Regions from separate parts of the Mus musculus genome. Here all the other regions are linked to region 5. The links are chromatin contacts, called in public HiChIP or PLAC-seq and promoter capture Hi-C maps. All regions are on one chromosome and are shown on one strand. The core of a region is the stretch at or near the end of the contact, and the rest is flanking DNA. Distances in the headings are between cores, read along the strand shown.

Region 1 (2,840 bases), core at 153-2,652, 490 kb before region 5:
TAGGAAATCCTATACATACAGTCAAGTTATATTCAATTTTGAATGAAGACAATCCTGCCAGTTTTCCTAGATGTCACCAAATGTGTGGGAAATCCCTGCTGGGCCAATACAAATTATAACCACCACCTAAGAGAGCAGAGGGTTATCCCACCCCTTGCAAAATAAAGATAGACAAATATTTCGTAATTTTATTAAAGGCGAATTCTGTCTTTCTCTATAGTACCAAAGACACCACACAAATTTCTTGCGCAAAAGGAACAGCGAAGCAAACAATGTGAGCAAAGATGTTGATAGCTGGTCCAGCAAACCCAGAGAGAGAGGAAAGAGAAACACGCGGCGGCGCTCTGACGCCTAGGAAAACCCAGCTCTCGGGGAAAGGCTTCTCCGACAGCAGCTGCCCAACTGGGCTGCAGGTCCAGGCTGGAGGTGGCTGGCGCTGGCACATTTGAAATATCATAGTCGGTGGATCCAGTCCGGAGCACCACGCGGGACCCGCCCGCGCACACACCCACAGCCCACTGCAGCAAGCGACCTGGGCGCAGCCGCAGCACGCAAGTAACGCTCGACCCGAGCAGAAAGTTTCGAATGAAAAACCCGAGCGCCGAAACGCACCGGTCCCGGAGCTGAACTCACGCCAGGAACAACGCCCGGAGCCAAACCACTTGACAAGCAGCTCGGGTTTTCAGCTGGCTGGCCCAGGCGGGACCGGGAGGTGGCAGAGGCGGCAGCGCACTGGCTCCCGCAGCCCAGGTGTCAGCCGCGCCGCCGCCTCCCTCCCGTGCCCACTATCCGACCCGTGCGGTACAGGCACTGGGGTGCGGATCAGGGATGTGGATAAGGGGCTCAGGATACGGATCAGGGACGCCGATCCGGGGCGCGGGATGAGGATCGGGGACGCGGGGCACGGGGCACGGGGCGCGGGGTCGAGTGCAGAGCCCGGGCGGCTCGCAGGCTGACGGGCCAGGTCGCGGCTCCGGAACCCGCGGCCGCGCGCCCCTCCCCCCACCCCTCCCCCGCCGGGGCACGTAGAGCCGGCGCCGCGTCCCGGGAGACCCACCGCCCGCGGCCCGGGGACCGGGAAGCTCTGCCTGCGCGGCCGCAAGCAACATTCAGCGAGGCGGGGCGGGGTCGGGACCAAGCGCCGCGCGGACTCACTTTTTCGGATGTTTCTCTCTTTTCGGCCTCCGCTTTCGGGCCTGAATGGCCAGCACTGGGGAGAGAGAAGACACATTAACGGTCGGGTTGGCCGCCTGCGTGCCGCGAGGCGGGGCGGGGGCCGCTCGCGCCGCTCACCTTTCCTGGAGCTCATTCCGACTCGGGGCAGCCAGGCGGGGGGCTCCGCGGCGGAGGCGGCGGCGACGCGACAGTCAGCCGCACCGGGATGCAGCCTCCACTCGCTCGCCGGCCGAGGAGGCGGGAACCGCGCCTGCGCCGCCGCGGCCTCTCCCGCGGGGGCCAATGAGACCCGCCCCCGCGGCCCCGCCCCGCAGCCCCGCCCCCTCCGCGCCCCCCTCCGCAGCTCTGGAGCACGGGGGTCCGGACCCCGGCCGCGCCCTTATCACTCGCTCGGCGGCCCACCTGTGCTGAAGGGCGGTTGCGCGCTCACGGTTCCCCGCGCCCACGGCCCCCTCGCCCACGGCCTCCCGCGCCCACGGCCTCCACCTCCTTGCTTTTACGGCCGCCGCAGGCCACCCGTTCCCGGGCACTAGGCCCAGCCGCCGACCCTTCCTCCCAGCCACCGCTCCGCACCCCGGCTGGTCGTGCCGCACGCCTCTCCATGCGCTCTTCCTTGGCCAGCGCCTTGGCGGGTCTCTCGCCACCTCTCTCAGGCGGCCTCCTCTATCCCTTTGCATCTCTACATCCTTGCATCCCTATGAGCGCCGCTTCCTCCTCTCCGGCGGGCGTGGAAAGGGCACAAGACCAAGAGCTGAGGAACCTGGGTCCTTGAGTGTCTGTGTGACCTTGGAGAAGTGATTTTCCTCTCTTTTCCTACTCCATTAGGCTGCGTGAGTTTAACGAAGGAAAGATGCACACAGCTTAAATGGAAAGTTTGTCACAGAAAGCCTAATTTTCTAAATACCATGAGATAAGAGCCTAAAACAGCAATCATGCCAAAAAGTGATTTTTTTTTTCTTCCTCCTATAATGGGGAAACTAAACCCTAAATAGGTCAAACAGTTCTACCAGCCTGTATTTCTATTCAGGCCTGGCTGGTTTCTCTTTCTGCCTTCCCAGGCTACCTGGTTTCTCTTTCTACCTTCCAAGGCTATCTAAGATGCAAATCACGCTGACTGACACGTAGTTACCACTTCAGTGTTCTCTTGTCTCTTTGAACAATTACAGTATCTTAAAGATACTGGTCCTGAACACTCAGTCCTTCATTGGTTACAATTGTATCGTTGAGTTACAACTGTATCACTGAGTCTTACTCTAAAGATGTCCCAACAAACAGGAAAGGCCGCTCCAAGTTTGAAAAGATTTTACTTTCTCCATTTTTTTTTTCAAAAAATCTGAAACATACAAGAAAAATGCAGTAATCGGCACTATTAACCCACATTCACTAGGTTTTTTTTAAACGTTTCTCCACAGTTGCTCTGTGTGTGTGTGTGTGTGTGTGTGTGTGTGTGTGTATGCATATGGTGTATTTTGCTGAGTCATTCAGTAGTTTGCAGACTGTTACCCTCCACCCCAAAAGATTTCAATACATATCTACTAAAAGCAAAGATTTTTTTTTTCTACATAATCAGAACGTTATCACTCTAAGAAAATCCAATAAAATATGTTTGGCGACATTTTTTTTCCAACCCAAGGTCATCCGTTACTGTTAGTGCCCATGTGTTT
Region 2 (2,781 bases), core at 253-2,752, 330 kb after region 5:
CAAGATGCGGGTCTAAGGAATGATGGTGAAGATGAGCAGGACAGAGATGAGAACCTGTGAGATGAGATAAGCCAAGAGAGAAAGGTTGAGACGGTAAAGTTACTTCTGGACATAAAAATAAGGACCAGAGGACCAGCAACAGTGCCTGGCGAGGCAGAGAAGGGTCAGGTGAGGCAATCCTTGGGTTGGGTGGGCAGCAAAGGGCCTGTGGGCTCCGCTGCACAGCCAAGCTCTAGGTCTGTTTATGGTACTGTGGCCTGGAATGTGATGTCTGGTGCGTTCTGGTGCTGGTGAGGCCCAGAGCTGCAGCTAGAGCTCAGTGGATGCATAGCCAGAACTGTCAGGGTCTTCCTGGATTAGAAAGCTGATTCTCTGATTTCTCAGGAGATCGTTCTATGGATCTAAAGAGATGAACAAAATCTCAGAGCATGTCTGTCTGAGTCGGGCCCCGTCACAGGAATAGACAGCAGGCAGGTACTGTCCTAAGTCAAGTTGCTGGGAGCACTGTTGCAGGGATTGAAGCCCTTCCCTGGGCATAGCTTGTAAAGGAGCAGACGCCCAGTGGGCTTGCCTGAGCCTTCTGAAACGTCGTCTACCTGGGAAAGTGTCGTGCCCACCTTAAGACCAAGGTGACCACAAGCTCAGGCCTCGCTCGGGGCTCTGTGTATAGGCAGAGGGCTTATGCAAGATTTTTAAGAGCTTTCCTGAAAGATCTGACTTTAAACCTGATTAATACAATCCTAGATTCTTCTCTCAGAAAGTTAAATGACCAAAGCAGGACTTTCTGTCAAATATTACAGAGATGGAGAGGCTGGAACCATCAGTGAGCTTGATGAGGATGTGGAGGTCAAAGTGATCTGGAGGGAGGGACAGGAAGCCAGGCTCCCAGGCGGGCTCAGCTTTAACCAGGAGCTGCCAGGACAGAGGCTTCTGTAGACTTGGGGCTATAACTTGTAGGCAAGTCAAAGCTTCTGGCTGAGGATGTCCCCTGGGAAGGACAGCCTTGGGAGTCTGCAAACCTGGGCATGGCCCAGCTCCACTGTGGCCTTGGTTAGATCAACATTCCTAAGCCTCAGTTTCTTCATCTCCAACATATGGCGAAGAATACTCTGAAGACTGAGACAGGAGGATTGCCATGAGTTTGAGATGAGCCTGGAAACTCCTCACTCAGCTGGTTGGGATTTGAAATGTACTGACATATGAATGTAGATCTATGTATGGTACTTAACACACAACCCAGGGATGGGCAAATGACATTCTACTGATGATATACTCCAAGTCCACCAAAGAGAACCAAGGACTGGTCAGAAACTATTCAACAAACTGTTGTCTGGGACTGTGCCAAGGGCTGATTGCTCCCCAGTACCCTGGTGTGGGTGGTAGCTTGTGATAGGAGCTTCTTGGAAGCCTGGGACTCCTCAGCCACGTGGGTACTCTCCACAAACCCTTTCTTTACCACCTAAGACATCTCTTCTAATGGCTTTGAGCCTAAGTGTTTGGTTCCAGAGCTTTTGTTTGCTCTTCCTCTTGTCTTCCTAGCTGAACTCCACCCCTCTGGGCACCGTGGAGACTTGAGCATAATCCAAACTTGGAGATTTGTTTGGCTTCAGAGATCTGCTTTCTGGGACTAAGTGCCTTCCCTGGCACTTGTCCCCCAGTTAGCAGAGAAGAAGAAGGCCTAGACAGTGGAGGGCAGTCAGTGCTGGAGACAAGTTGCTGAGGAGAACCAATCTAAAGCATCTTTTGTCATCTGTGCACCCTTAGGATTACATGCAAAACATCCACGGCAAAGAGATCGACCTCCTACGGACTACGGTGAAAGTGCCAGGGAAGCGTCTGCCCCGAGCCACACCCACTACAGCCCCAGGCACCAGTCCCCGTGCCAACGGGTTGGCAATGGAGCGGAGTAACACACAGCTGGGTGGGGCCACAGGTGAGGTGGCAGCTGTGGTGGAGAGAGAGGGAAGTTTTGGAGATTTGGGGAGTGGCTGTGCGTGGGCCTAGCAGGACAGGCTGCTTCTGAGCCTGGGCATCAGGGCTTCGTACGTGCTCACCAGCCAAAGTCGACTTGAGAATCCTCTCCACCGGGAGTCATGGCTAAGATGCAGATCAGAGCAGTTTGTTGAGGTAGCCTTGCCTATCAGGTGGGGCTAGGGCATGGGGACAGCTAGTGATCCTCCATGCATTTTTAGCTAAGGTAGGCCAACAACTCAGCTCACCACAGGAGAGGGGCAGAGTCACCTGGCATCATCAGGAAACCATCTCAGGTCTGTGGTACATGCAAGATCTCTGTACAGAAAGTGCTGGCTCTAAACCCAGTGGTTCAGGAGGGCACACCATGGAGAATGGAGAGTCAGGAACCGTAGGTTGACAGTTGTGTCTGGGCAACTTGTCTATGGCTATATTCTTTTATTATGTCTGTGGTGTGTGTATGAGCTTTCTGCATTTCTCCATGTATGAGAGAGTGTGTCTGTGCATGAGTGTGTATGAGTGTGAGAGTATGCATACAGGTGTTTGTAGGGGCCAGAGCATCAGATCCTCCCAGGGCTGGAGTTACAGGCAGTTGTGAATTACCTACTGTGGGTGTTGGGAATCTGACATCTAATTACTGAGCCGTCTTCAGGTCCCCTGCTCAACTCTTACCTTTGTGTGTAACAGTGTGTTCTCAGGGAAGGCCAAAAAAGCAGACCTTTCCTCAAAGATGGATAGTGAGAGGAAAACTGGGATATCTCCCAAAAATGGGAGGCACAAGATGCCTCTGCCCCCCAGGTCCTAGAGCTG
Region 3 (2,700 bases), core at 45-2,544, 270 kb before region 5:
CAGTCGGGTGCTCTTACCCACTGAGCCATCTCACCAGCCCCTCATTGGGTTTCTTACTCACAATTCAGACAGCAAATGGCCGAGGGCAGGAGCAGCCTGGAGTCCTGTCAGCTGGTTTTATTTGTTCTTCCAGAGAACAGCACAGCACTGCACGACAGTGCTCAGCTACAGACCAAGACAGACCTCAGGTGAACCCTGCATACTAGGCCATCAGGCAAAAGCTGGGAGACAAAGGCCATCTGCCTGCTCCACAGGACTGTCTCCACTGCACCTTCCCAAGGCCCACAGCCATGTCTCCTCCCCTGATGGTTATGTGCTTATTACTGATCTGATAACTCATTCCTGCACCTGCACAATGAACATATTGCACCTTTTAACAAAAAGAGTTAAGGTAAGGGGACATTGAGCAGATCTAGAAAAGATCTAGTTGTGGCTTGTTATGGTCAGTAGAGCCGAGAAGGGGCTGGAGAGCTGCCTCACAGTGACGAGTACTTGCAGCTTTTGCAGAGCACCACATGGGAGCTCATAAATGCCAGCAACTGCAGTTGCAGAGGATCCAACACCCTCTTCCTCACTCTTCTTCACCCTCCAAGGGCTCCCACACATTCACATGGTGCACTAGAACTCACACAGACACACGCTCATACAAGCACACATGCACATGCACACACAGACTCAAATAAATAAATGATTTAAAAAGAGTCCAAGTATCATGAGTTTCCCGTTGTAAGCTTACTTGAGATGGAGAGGGAGATTAGAATGGTGAGTGAAAATTTTGTTTCTTTCTTTCTTTGTTAAAGAAATTACTCTGATTTAGTTTAGGGCTTTGTGGAGTAGCCAGAAACATTCTTCGTGCATAAATGAAGGAACACACTCCTGCCTAATACAGTGCCTTGCACTTAGAGGACCCTTGACCAACTGTGGCTAACGATGAGACCAAGAATAGTTTCCATTCTGAAGGAACAGACTCCATTCTGTTCGACGAGTCTACCACAGTGAGAACAGATTTTAAAAGTTCACTGTATTCAGAAAGGGATTTCCAACTGAAGCGATACAAAGGTAGTTTCTGTGGAGGGTGAGTTTCTATTTGATTACGTTCAAGAGACCACACACAGTCAGAAAACCCAAGTCTCCTTTTGAGCCCCTGTTATCTGCAGTCAGGCATCGACAGGGTCACTGTGCATAATGAGTTTAGGTTTTGGTTTCGTTTAATACACTTCACTATCTAGTGAAGTAACACCATTTCCTTTCTAAGAAAAGGGGCGAGGTGCCCATTCAGCTCAGGAAGTGACAAATCGCCATCACTTCCCCCTTTTCTGTGTAATAGAGGCAAGTATGTGCCCATGGCAATGCAGTCATGCCAGAGGTATGGAATCACAATGGACTCAGTCTACCTAGGTGAGTCTAATTTCACACTGCCCTGGGCCTGAGGCTGGCTATCCATTGTTCTAGCCTCTGGGGACACCACAGACTGGGTTTCTGGGCAAGAGTCTGCTTTCAACTGCAAGAGGAACATTTTCTTCATGCTACCCTATCACATCCTATCCTGGACTGTGGCCAATGCCTCTAGCTCCAGCAGCTGCCATGGAATCATGACTGTCAAAAGCCAGTCTGCTGAGGATACCCACACAAATGGGTAGAACCTGCTGGCATCCCTATGCTGCCAAACCAACCAACCAACCAACCAACCAACCAACCAACCAACCAACCAACCAACCTTTCTGTCGCCCTTTCTCTCTCTTCTCTTTCTCGCTCCCTTCTTCTCTCTTTCTGGGTCAGGATCTCACCTTGTAACCCAGGATAGATTCAGATTCACAGTGTGCTAGATTACAGATACGCATATGCCACCATGCCCAGACTGACTATTGAACGTGTCCTTCAAATCTAAGCTAGTGTCCTATGTGCAGCCACAGCATTTCCAACTGCTGTGTAGATCTTTAGCTACTGCTTCAGGGACTGTCCATACATCCAGTATCTAGATTTAGATTTAACTATGTCTTGTTAGCATTTTGTCTAGGCTCCACCCAACAGTTCTCAATCTCAATCTTTCTCTCTCTGTTTCTACTACCCTCTCAACTCAACTCCCCTCCCCATGCCCCGAATAAACTCTACCCTACATTATACTGTTGTCATTGTGTGGCTAGTCCCTCAGTGGGAAGGGATGCCTCAGCATGGGCCCGCAGAGGAGTCCTCTTCCCCCACACCTGACTGCACATCCACCAAATGTAGTCCTTCTCTCCGTATATTTTTATACAGCACGTTTCTAATATTTTCCCTATTTGCTTTGTGTGTACATTTGCATTTTACCTATATTATTATAATATTATTATTGTTATTTGTGTGTGTGTGTGTGCCATCTCTCAAGCACCACCTTTGCATTTTTAATGTGGGGAATAGGTTGGAGGCAACCTGGTGCTTTTTTTTACTCCCTCAGAGGTCGTTTCTTGATAAGAACATTTCCCTTCAAACCTACAATGCTTGTTTCTCCTCTGCAATAATGTTAGTTCTTGGACACCGTTTGGGAACCTGCCCATATTCACTTTCTTTTATTGTGAGTTTGTGGTTGGAGAGATTTGTCATGTAAACTAGACAAGTGGAACTTGGGAAATTTTCACCTTTTCTTCTAGGGAGAAAAGGAAAATTCATTACTTCTTGTGAGGTTAAAGTCACTTCCCAGTGCAAGATAGCTTCTGAGGCCCA
Region 4 (2,745 bases), core at 105-2,604, 360 kb after region 5:
GAGAAGGCATCCTCCCGGGGAGAGCTCAGGGCTCTTAAATGATGGCTCAGCTGAATCTTAGCAGGATTCTCAACTCCCAAGTCTTTATGCCACACCCAGTTCTGCCAGCCTTTAGCATTTCCAGTCCTGGCCAGCCCTGGTCCAGCACCCTCCCTGGTTCTCCAGTTTTGAGAGCGACCTCTGCTAAGGTGAAGGAAGCCACAGGCTCACCAGGCCCTGCATCCAGAAAGCCCATTCCCATCGTTGAGTGTTGAGGGGTCGATTCAGACCGTGTCCCCACATACTAAGCTGACAGTTACCCTAACATGCTGTCACCCTAGGGTCCTGCTGAGGCCCTCAAGAATACAACCTTTGAGAGGAGAAAAAACGAAGGGATTCTGAAAAAGAGATGGGGCGAGGTTTGTGGACTATAATGCCTTGAGAAACGTACTGCCGGTGAGACTTCAGGCGCTCCGGGGCAAGAGCAGGGCTTTGGGACCTGGAGATGTCCACTACTGAACACCGCGTACGATCTGGAGTCCGGCACTCCAGGGCTCCAAGCAGATGGCGGGAGTTTTGGACCGGTCTCGGATCTGGGACTTCCTGACGGTCAAACCCGTGTCGGTCCCAGCACTTACCCGGTAGACTCGGGAAAGTCTCAGAGAAGTGCGGAGGCGGGGGCGGCGGAGGTTCAGTCACTTTCTCGCGCGCGGGCAGCAGCTCCTCAGCGTCCAGCGCTCCGTCAGTGCGCCGGGCCGCGGGCTCCGGGTTGCTTCGCGAGGCGGTGGAGGCGGCGGCGGCGGCGAGCTCCGGGGGCCCGTAGTAGGCGTCCGGGGGCTCTGCGAAGCTGGGCAGCGCAGTGGTCAGCGCCACCATCGAGGGCACCGCCTGGCCCAGCCCCGCGCAGAAGGTATTGCTCAGGCGGCCGGCGAACGAGGCGAGCGGGGCGAGCGGCGGCAGGCCGGCGGGCAGCGGCGCGGGGGCCAGCGCCTGCGGCAACACGAGCGGCCGGTAGGGCATGAACATGGGGTAGCCGGTGTAGAGCAGGTGGCCCGAGCGCGGCGGCGGCGGCCCGATGAGCGAGTCGATGGAGAAGGCGGCGCCGGGGCCGCCGCTGCTCCCGCCGCTGCCCCCGGGGGCGCCGCCGCCTGCCGCTCTCTGCATGGCGCTGCCCGGGCCCCGCCGTGCGCCCCGCGCGGACACGCAGGGCTCGCTGCGGGCGCGCGGGCCGAGGTGGCGGCGGGGCGCGGGCTCGGCGCAGTGTGGCTCCGGCGCCGCGCTCTCTCGCTCATAAGGAGGGAGGGGGCGGGCGGGCGGGTTGGGGGTGTCGCCCTCCGGACTCATCCATCTTCCTCAAATTACGCTTCACTTGCTCCCTCCGCCCGCCGCCGCTCCCGGCTCCCGCGCCCCGCGCCCCGCGCCTTTTCAGTGGCCCGGCCGGCCCGGGACCCCGCCCGCCCCCCGCGGCCCAACCAACTATTATTAATGCAGATTGATGAGGCCGGACCCGCGGCTTTGTGAAAGTTTGCGGCGGGCGAGGAGGCGGCGGCGGCAGCTGGCTAGGTCCTCTCCCCGCGCCCGGACGTGCTCCCGGCTCAGCCCACGCGGCCCGGGCTCGGCGCGGCTCGAAGGGCGAGAGGAGCGCGGCAGGGCGGGGCGGGGGTGCGCAGGACGCCAGGAGCGACTCGGGGCGCACCGAGTGGCGATCCCTAGGAGCCCCGATGCGGCGCGGGGCAGCAGGGGGCGCGCTCTCCGCCCAGGGCCCCGTGCGCGCCCGGGGCCACTCGTGGGCGACCGCTTTCCTACTGTCTTCCCAGTGCCTTCGCACTCTCTGCCTGGGACTCGGTTCTCTAAGCTCTGGCTCTCGCTCCCTCTCCCTCATTTCTCCTCCATCTCCAACTTCTCGCTTATGCGGGAATTCCTGGGTGCCCACACAGGGCCAAGTACTTACCCTTCCCCCTCCTTCACCTTTCCCCATCCACCTCTCTCCCACCCTTTCCATTCTTTTTCTTCCTCTCACTTTCCTCTCTTTTAGCCGCCTTTAAAATTCCTATTCCTCTCTTTTTGATTCTCTATCCCAGTCTATTTTCTCATTCCCTGCTCTCTCTCTCTCTCTCTCTCTCTCTCTCTCTCTCTCTCTCTCTCTCTCTCTCTCTCTCTCTCTCTCTCTCTCTCTCCCCATTAATTTCCCTGATTGGCTCCCTGGCTCCAGCGCGTCTGATGAGCCCTATTCATTCTCGGGCCTGACACTCTCGACCTGCCCTGGCTGATTGCTGGGGGCTGGCCCTAGGAGCGCTGATGAGCCCCAAGGGTCAGCAGCGCTAATTATCTGCTAATTGCAGATGACTCTGCTCACCTCCCCCATTCCGCCTTGACTGTCCCCCTCCTCTGATTCCCAGCAACAGACTTGTCGTTCTAGAGGCAAAAGTCATTGGCTTTTGGCTGCATAAGCACCTCAGGTCAGAGAGTGAGAACAAGACAAGCAAGAAGAGAGGCTCAAAGTTGCAAATGGAGAGCAAGCCTGTCCAGCAAAAGTGCAGCCTTTGGACTAGGGAACTATTCAGGTGCGGTCAGGAAGAGCCTCACAGTCTAAAGGAGCAATAGCAAAGCCAGACAAATTCAACAGGATGTAGTTTAGGCGTGCGAGTGGTCCTATTTAGATATAGAGGAAAACCTACTGAGCTCCCAAAGAGGACAGAGCTGGGCTGAAGGGACTGCTGGGTCTCTGACATTTGTCCCAAGCAGAAGTATTTTATTAGCTAATGA
Region 5 (2,811 bases), core at 216-2,715:
ATCCTGATTGATCCTTTTGAACCCCTTAATTTTTCCTCCAAAGATTTTTAAGGTTTCACTCTGATATTACCAGTTTTACTCCTTTTAAACATAACTCAATTTGTTGTGGGCGGGTGTGAAGATTCAAAATAGTGGCAGTTCTCACTTTGGTAAGCTGAGGCAGGAGGATGACTGAGACCATGCTAGATTACACCTACATATAGAGCTATCTAGATTGTGTTTCCTATTACTATGACAAACCCTGGTAAAAGCAACCTCAGAAGCATGTGTTGATTCTGGCTCACAGATTAAGGTACAGTCTAGCACAGCTTGGACGGGATTTCAACAGGAGCATGAGACAGCTGGGCACATTGTATTTGCAGTCTAGCAACAGCAATGGATGTTCAACTTGAATTTGCCTTTTTATTCAGTGTGTGCCCACTCCTTTGAGAATGCAGTCCTCATTAAGGGTACATCTTTCCAGTTCAACCTTTGTGAAAGCATCTTCACAGACATGCTCAAAGGTGTGTATCTATGGGGATCTAAGTCTGACCCTCCAAGTCCAGAGATTTGTGTCTATGGTGATTCTAAAAGTAATCAAGTTGACAGTATTTACCATCACAAGTGTTAGGATTACTAGTTAGAGTTTTGCTTTTGATCTCTCCATCCTCTAGCATAACCAAAATATAAAATGAGACTCAAGGTATACTTTGAGTCTGAGGAGTCTCTAAGCTGCCTTCAACTCTTAGTTTATCCCCATTCTCCAATTTTAATTTCCAAGAGCAATTTCATTTCATTGTTATATAATGTACTTGTTTTATACTGATACAGGGTCCTGCATGAGAACTGTAAAGATAATAAATGAAACGTAGTGGGTGTACGGTTTTGATCTTAGCACTAAGGTAGGTGGATTTCTGTGGGTTCGAGGCCAGCTAGTAAGACCGTATCTCAACAAAACAAACAAAACAAACAAAAAACAGTAAATTGGATACTTTCAGAAAACCTTTATCTGAAACTGCTCCTGAGGAAAATCGGGCTGCTTCTGTGTCGGTTTTACTCTTTGTCATTTTTCCTGATGAAATTTCAAAAGGCAACATTTACGTGAAATTTTAAGACATTACCGACTAAGAAACTAATAGATGCTTTTCGCCTGCATTGAGTCCTGTTTCCTGGTTACAGCTGGCTTTCTGTAAATAATCTCTCTTGATAAACAGATTTTTTTTCGTTGTTAAGCCCATTTTTACCTCCCCCCCCCCCAAGTAAATGTAAAGAACGAATGAGTCTCGCAGACTGTATACAGCCAACTAGAGGGTTGCTGGTTGTCTGCTATATCTGGTATTCTCTAGATTCGGGTCCGGGTTCAGGTCCGGGTCCGGGTCCGGGTCAGGGATCCAACGACCGCGTCCCATTTCAGCATACCCGAGCGCTGACAGCTCTGCTCTTCTTAAATCCCATTGGCTAAAGCCCACGCGGCTCACGGCACACTGGTCACAGAGCCTCTGGGCGCGGGGCGATGACGTCACACTAGCCGGGCCTCGGTTGCTGGAGCCTGGGCCCTCGCCGGCGACCGCGAGCAGGGTCGAGCTGGGACGGCGCTACCATGACCATATGCCAGTTTTTCCTTCAAGGCCGGTGCCGCTTCGGAGACCGCTGCTGGAACGAGCATCCCGGCGCCCGGGGTGCGGGCGGGGCTCGGCAGCCGCCACCGCAGCAGCAGCCACCCTCAGGTGACGGTCTGGGAGCCTTGAGCCAGGGCCACTTGCTGCGGACGCACACCTCCACCCCGGGCCCCTGCCCTGGCATGCGACGTCTCACCCCCAGTAGTTTGACAAGTCGTTTCTGATCGTCACACGTGGACAGGCGTTTGGACTTGGGTGCTCCTGTCAAACACTGCGTTTTTAAATTAGAGATATCTTCATCAAAACCTCCTTTTTGGTGAATGGCAGTGGTAGGGAGAATTCACGTGGGTTCATTCAGACCCCTTTCTCTACTCTTTCCCCTTCCTTGTCCGTGATCACAAGCTCTTAAAATCTGGGCTTTAGTTAGTAGCTTCCGACACTGGGTCAAGAACCTTACAAGTTTTGTGGAAAGGGTATTCAGGGGTTAGACATTAAACCAGCACAAAACAAGGTTTTAGAAGTCAGATAAATACGTTTTGTTCTCTTAATTTTGGAACCTAGTTTTTTGTTTGTTTTGGTTTTTAGGTTTTCAGAGATCGGCTTTCTCTGTGTAACAGCCCTAGCTGTCCTGAAAAACTCTTTGTAGACCAGGCTGGCCTTGAACTCACAGAGATCCACCTGCCTCTGCCTCCTGAGTGCTGAAATTAAAGTCATGTGCTACCACTGCCCAGTGGAACCTAGTTCGTGACGTTGTCAGTGGGTGCTTCTCTTTCCCCTTCTCTTTAAGGCTCCTCCAGCCCCTGTGTTCATGCTGGTTTCATATTTCCAGTCTTTTCGTGGAGGAGACAGATTGTATCATCTACAATGCTTCTAGTGAAAGACTCCAAATTAGGAGTCAGGTTCCGATAGATACTGGTATACTCCCAGGGACTGCTGAGAGGAATGTTTGCCATTTGGTCTCTGGAAACCTACTTTAAATGTAGTAATTTGCAAGTAAATGTTCAGTAGATAGATAATTAGGGGAAAAATACAAATAAAACTTTAGAATGAAAAGAAAGAAAAAGAATGCTTTGTAATTTTAAGGCCCACATTTGGGCCTTAAATACCTCTCTCTTTCCCTCTGCTCTGCTCCATCTTACGTAGCTTCCTGTTCCTCCTCCTGTGAGAGCTGGGCATATCCTATTCTGTCAAATTTTTCTCTGATTTGTCACTT
Region 6 (2,700 bases), core at 118-2,617, 290 kb after region 5:
TTTGGGTTTTTTGTTTGTTTGTTTTTTAAAAAAAGGTCATATATAGCCCAGGTTGGCTTTGAACTCCCTATTAAGCTCAGGCTGTCCTTGAACTAATCCTCCTACTGTATGGCCCCTGTGCTGGGCTAACGTGTACATCATGATACCTGGCATCCTCTAGCAGATTTATTCCACAGGGTCATTCCCTTGCACATGCCACCTCCAGGTTTGAGGATCTGTGTTGGGGATGTGGGTTAACACAGCTGAAGACAACTTTGATAATGGGAATACAGAAGAACTGGGACACTGAAGGGTGATCTCTGGCCCTAGGAAGGCATAGGATAGACAGGGTCTATCAAGAAAAGACAAGGTCTGTCAAGAAAAATTATGAGACCCATGTGGGTTCTGCTGAGTTTCTGTAATGAACCAATGGGCCCTTTTCAGTATGGCAGGGAGGGTCTTTTGGGAGAGGGCTGTCACTGGGAGATAAGAATTGGGACGCTGTTGTTTCAAGCTTGCAGGGTCTCTTGAGTGAAACTCTCAGAGAGAACTGGACATAGGAACGGGGAGCCCGTCCCAGTCTCTCAGGTGCAGTCGACAGTGGAGACTGGGGGCCCGGGGGCCGGGGTCGGGGGCAGAGAGCCAGGGAAGAGAACCCTGGCAAGATCCCTAGGGCTGACCTCGAGGCCTGGAGACAGAGGAGCTGCTGCAGCACTAAAAGAAAGAGGGTGGCGCCCCTGGGCGAGCTTCTCCGCCAATCAGTCCCACTTATCAGCACCCTCAGGCACAGAGAACAGTTCTGAGTAGCCCAAGGATTCCACACGGGCCTAGAGCGACGTAGAGAGGTAGCAATGACAGCTGGCCGGACGTGGGGACAGCGTGATCGTGTCCCCAGGCGGGAGGCCCTCGAGGCTTCTGTCTAGCTTTGGGGCGGGTTAGCGGGCGGAAGGGCCTACGCGGGTGGGTGGGGCCGCGCGTCGCGGCCAGCACGCGGTTCTTGGGGGTGGAGGCTAAGGCGCTTGCGAGAGAGGAGGGGCGGGGGCGCAGGGCGACGCTGGAGGGGCGGGGGCGGCTGGGAGGGGGCTAGGCTGCGTGTGCCGGAGCCGGCGGGGGCGGCGGTGCGTGCGCATGACGCGGGGGGAGGGCCCGGGCCGCGCGCTCCCGGTCCCGTTGTTGTTGCCGCTGGAGGCAGCTCCGAGGCGGCGGGATCTCAGCGCGGGTAAACGCCGGGCGGCGGCCCCAGCGTGCGCGGCCGCGCCTTCTGGCCTCGGCTCCGGGCCTCATGCGCTAGACCGGCGCCGCGCGCTTAGTAGTTAGGGTTCCGCCAGCCCCGCGCGCCTGGTCGCTGCCGCCGCCGCCGCCGCCGCGCCGCCCCAGGCCCTGGCTGGGCCCGCTTCGGGGCCCGCGCCTCCGGAGCCATGAACTTCCAGGCAGGCGGGGGCCAGAGTCCTCAGCAGCAGCAGAGCCTGGCGGCTCCGGGGACCGGCGGCGGCGGCGGCGGCGGCGCGGGGGGCGGCGGGCAGTTCGGCGGCGCGGGGCCCGGAGCCGGGGGTGGCGGCCCCTCGCAGCAGCTGGCTGGCGGCCCCCCCCAGCAGTTCGCGCTCTCCAACTCGGCCGCTATCCGAGCCGAGATCCAACGCTTCGAGTCGGTACACCCCAACATCTACGCCATCTACGACCTGATCGAGCGAATCGAGGATTTGGCGCTGCAGAACCAGATCCGGGAGCACGTCATCTCCATCGAGGGTGAGCGGAGCCGGGGGCCTGCGGGAGCTGAGACGCGGTGGCCTTTGCAGCGCTGGCCGGTGGCGGGTGGGGGGCGAGGGTCCTTCACGGCCTCGGCCCTGCCCCTTTCTGGCGCTCAGGGGTCTTATGGAGCTGAGGTTCACGGTTTGCTAACCCCCACTGCAGAACCCTAGTCCAGGTTTTTCCATGTCTCATACAGGAACACTTTTTTTTAGGGGCGGTGGGCTCGGTCCAGTGTCAGTGGACACGTTTTTTGTTTTTTGTTTTTTTTCCTCCGTGACCTGGGATGTGAAGATGGTTGTCGCTCCAAGGACTGATGCGCTGAGTCGCCAAAGACCGGGAGGGCCTGGGGCCACATCTGGCTAGGCACGGTCAGGCTCGCTGGGTGCGACGGAAGACCTTGGTGGGTCGTGAAGGTGGGGCTAATGCCTGAGAGTAATCTTAGCAGCTGCCCTGGCCCAGCCGGGCTGTAGGGGTGGAGGATCAGAGAGAGCTTTGGGTTAGTGGATGGCAGCCTTCCTGGGCCTCTCCTGCAGGCTTTGGAGGGTGGCGCTCCCCGCGGCGCCCTCTCCCGACGCACACCCACCCCCACGCTTCTGCGGTCGGGCGGGCGCGGGCCTGGCCTGGGTGCAGGACTGGGGAGCTGTGGCCGCGTGGGAGACTCTGGATGAACCCTCTGCGCTTGCCAGTCCCTTCTAACCCCCAGGCATCCATGTGGATGTCAGGATGCTGACTGACCTCCAGGGAGGTCGGGCCTGGATGTAGGGGGACTGTAAACCTCAGGCCATGCACTGCTCCTACTAATGTTCCTTTCTGTGGGCACATGGGCCTGAACCCTGGCAACTGAAAGGCACGTTAATTGGGGGGCACACTGCTGGCAAGAAGCCCCACAACCTTTGGTGTAGTGGAGGCTGGCTGGCAGTAGCAACAGGCACCCCAGTGGCAGTGTTGACCTTCTAGCAAGCTTGGACAGAT

The links. Promoter capture Hi-C pulls out the DNA fragments that hold promoters and counts their contacts. HiChIP or PLAC-seq counts read pairs in DNA pulled down with a chosen protein or histone mark. Capture Hi-C pulls out chosen DNA fragments and counts their contacts.
Region 1: an HNF4G HiChIP or PLAC-seq map of pancreatic cancer cells shows a contact between it and region 5. The contact joins the promoter of Srpk2 here to the promoter of Nupl2 in region 5. A contact is called at or near these places in 2 of 39 promoter capture datasets (both in liver) and 1 of 115 datasets of contacts at active chromatin or transcription factors (pancreatic cancer cells).
Region 2: a promoter capture Hi-C map of embryonic stem cells shows a contact between it and region 5, with 2.3 times the contacts expected there. The contact joins the enhancer-like site here to the promoter of Nupl2 in region 5. A contact is called at or near these places in 5 of 39 promoter capture datasets (the C10 cell line, the HPC-7 cell line, embryonic stem cells and 2 more), 2 of 484 Hi-C or Micro-C datasets (embryonic stem cells and stem cell-derived neurons) and 2 of 115 datasets of contacts at active chromatin or transcription factors (the NIH/3T3 cell line and bone marrow-derived macrophages).
Region 3: a contact with region 5 is called in a promoter capture Hi-C map of the HPC-7 cell line, with 4 times the contacts expected there. The contact joins the enhancer-like site here to the promoter of Nupl2 in region 5. A contact is called at or near these places in 19 of 39 promoter capture datasets (the 3T3-L1 cell line, the C10 cell line, the HPC-7 cell line and 13 more), 1 of 15 datasets of contacts at CTCF or cohesin (pro-B cells), 4 of 484 Hi-C or Micro-C datasets (the HL-1 cell line, female germline stem cells, fetal liver and 1 more), 8 of 115 datasets of contacts at active chromatin or transcription factors (the 230-238 cell line, effector CD8 T cells, embryonic forebrain and 3 more) and 3 of 9 other capture datasets (adipose tissue, liver and pancreatic islet).
Region 4: a contact with region 5 is called in a promoter capture Hi-C map of the SN4741 cell line, with 7 times the contacts expected there. The contact joins the promoter of Gbx1 here to the promoter of Nupl2 in region 5. A contact is called at or near these places in 2 of 39 promoter capture datasets (the SN4741 cell line and pre-B cells), 2 of 115 datasets of contacts at active chromatin or transcription factors (embryonic stem cells and large pre-B cells) and 1 of 9 other capture datasets (adipose tissue).
Region 6: a promoter capture Hi-C map of liver shows a contact between it and region 5, with 1.9 times the contacts expected there. The contact joins the promoter of Agap3 here to the promoter of Nupl2 in region 5. A contact is called at or near these places in 6 of 39 promoter capture datasets (the C10 cell line, the HPC-7 cell line, the SN4741 cell line and 3 more), 1 of 15 datasets of contacts at CTCF or cohesin (CD8 T cells), 6 of 484 Hi-C or Micro-C datasets (CD8 T cells, the HL-1 cell line, embryonic stem cells and 3 more), 4 of 115 datasets of contacts at active chromatin or transcription factors (the NIH/3T3 cell line, embryonic stem cells and pancreatic cancer cells) and 2 of 9 other capture datasets (adipose tissue and liver).

What each region holds. Positions count from the first base shown.
Region 1 is chr5:23,674,565-23,677,404 of GRCm38.p6, forward strand. Srpk2 (serine/arginine-rich protein specific kinase 2) reads right to left here and starts at 1,403. Exons shown (of 16, transcript NM_001359173.1): 1 at 1,294-1,403; 2 at 1,156-1,210. The coding sequence starts at 1,309.
Region 2 is chr5:24,491,194-24,493,974 of GRCm38.p6, forward strand. It overlaps Agap3 (ArfGAP with GTPase domain, ankyrin repeat and PH domain 3), which reads left to right. Exons shown (of 18, transcript NM_139153.2): 11 at 1,765-1,933. Among named protein-coding and RNA genes, the nearest start is that of Gbx1, 34 kb to the right of the region's middle. Within about 2 kb of position 1,503, at least 11 of the 459 cell types and tissues checked have an H3K27ac peak or open chromatin away from gene starts, as enhancers often do.
Region 3 is chr5:23,893,142-23,895,841 of GRCm38.p6, forward strand. No RefSeq gene overlaps it. Among named protein-coding and RNA genes, the nearest start is that of Gm42228, 41 kb to the left of the region's middle. Within about 2 kb of position 1,295, at least 114 of the 459 cell types and tissues checked have an H3K27ac peak or open chromatin away from gene starts, as enhancers often do. A contact at or near this core is called in the 230-238 cell line, the HPC-7 cell line, adipose tissue and 7 more, where this site is marked.
Region 4 is chr5:24,525,494-24,528,238 of GRCm38.p6, forward strand. It overlaps Gbx1 (gastrulation brain homeobox 1), which reads right to left and starts at 1,355. Exons shown (of 2, transcript NM_015739.2): 1 at 618-1,355. The coding sequence starts at 1,323.
Region 5 is chr5:24,163,498-24,166,308 of GRCm38.p6, forward strand. It overlaps Nupl2 (nucleoporin like 2), which reads left to right and starts at 1,466. Exons shown (of 7, transcript NM_153092.4): 1 at 1,466-1,706. The coding sequence starts at 1,580.
Region 6 is chr5:24,450,810-24,453,509 of GRCm38.p6, forward strand. It overlaps Agap3 (ArfGAP with GTPase domain, ankyrin repeat and PH domain 3), which reads left to right and starts at 1,368. Exons shown (of 18, transcript NM_139153.2): 1 at 1,368-1,725. The coding sequence starts at 1,398.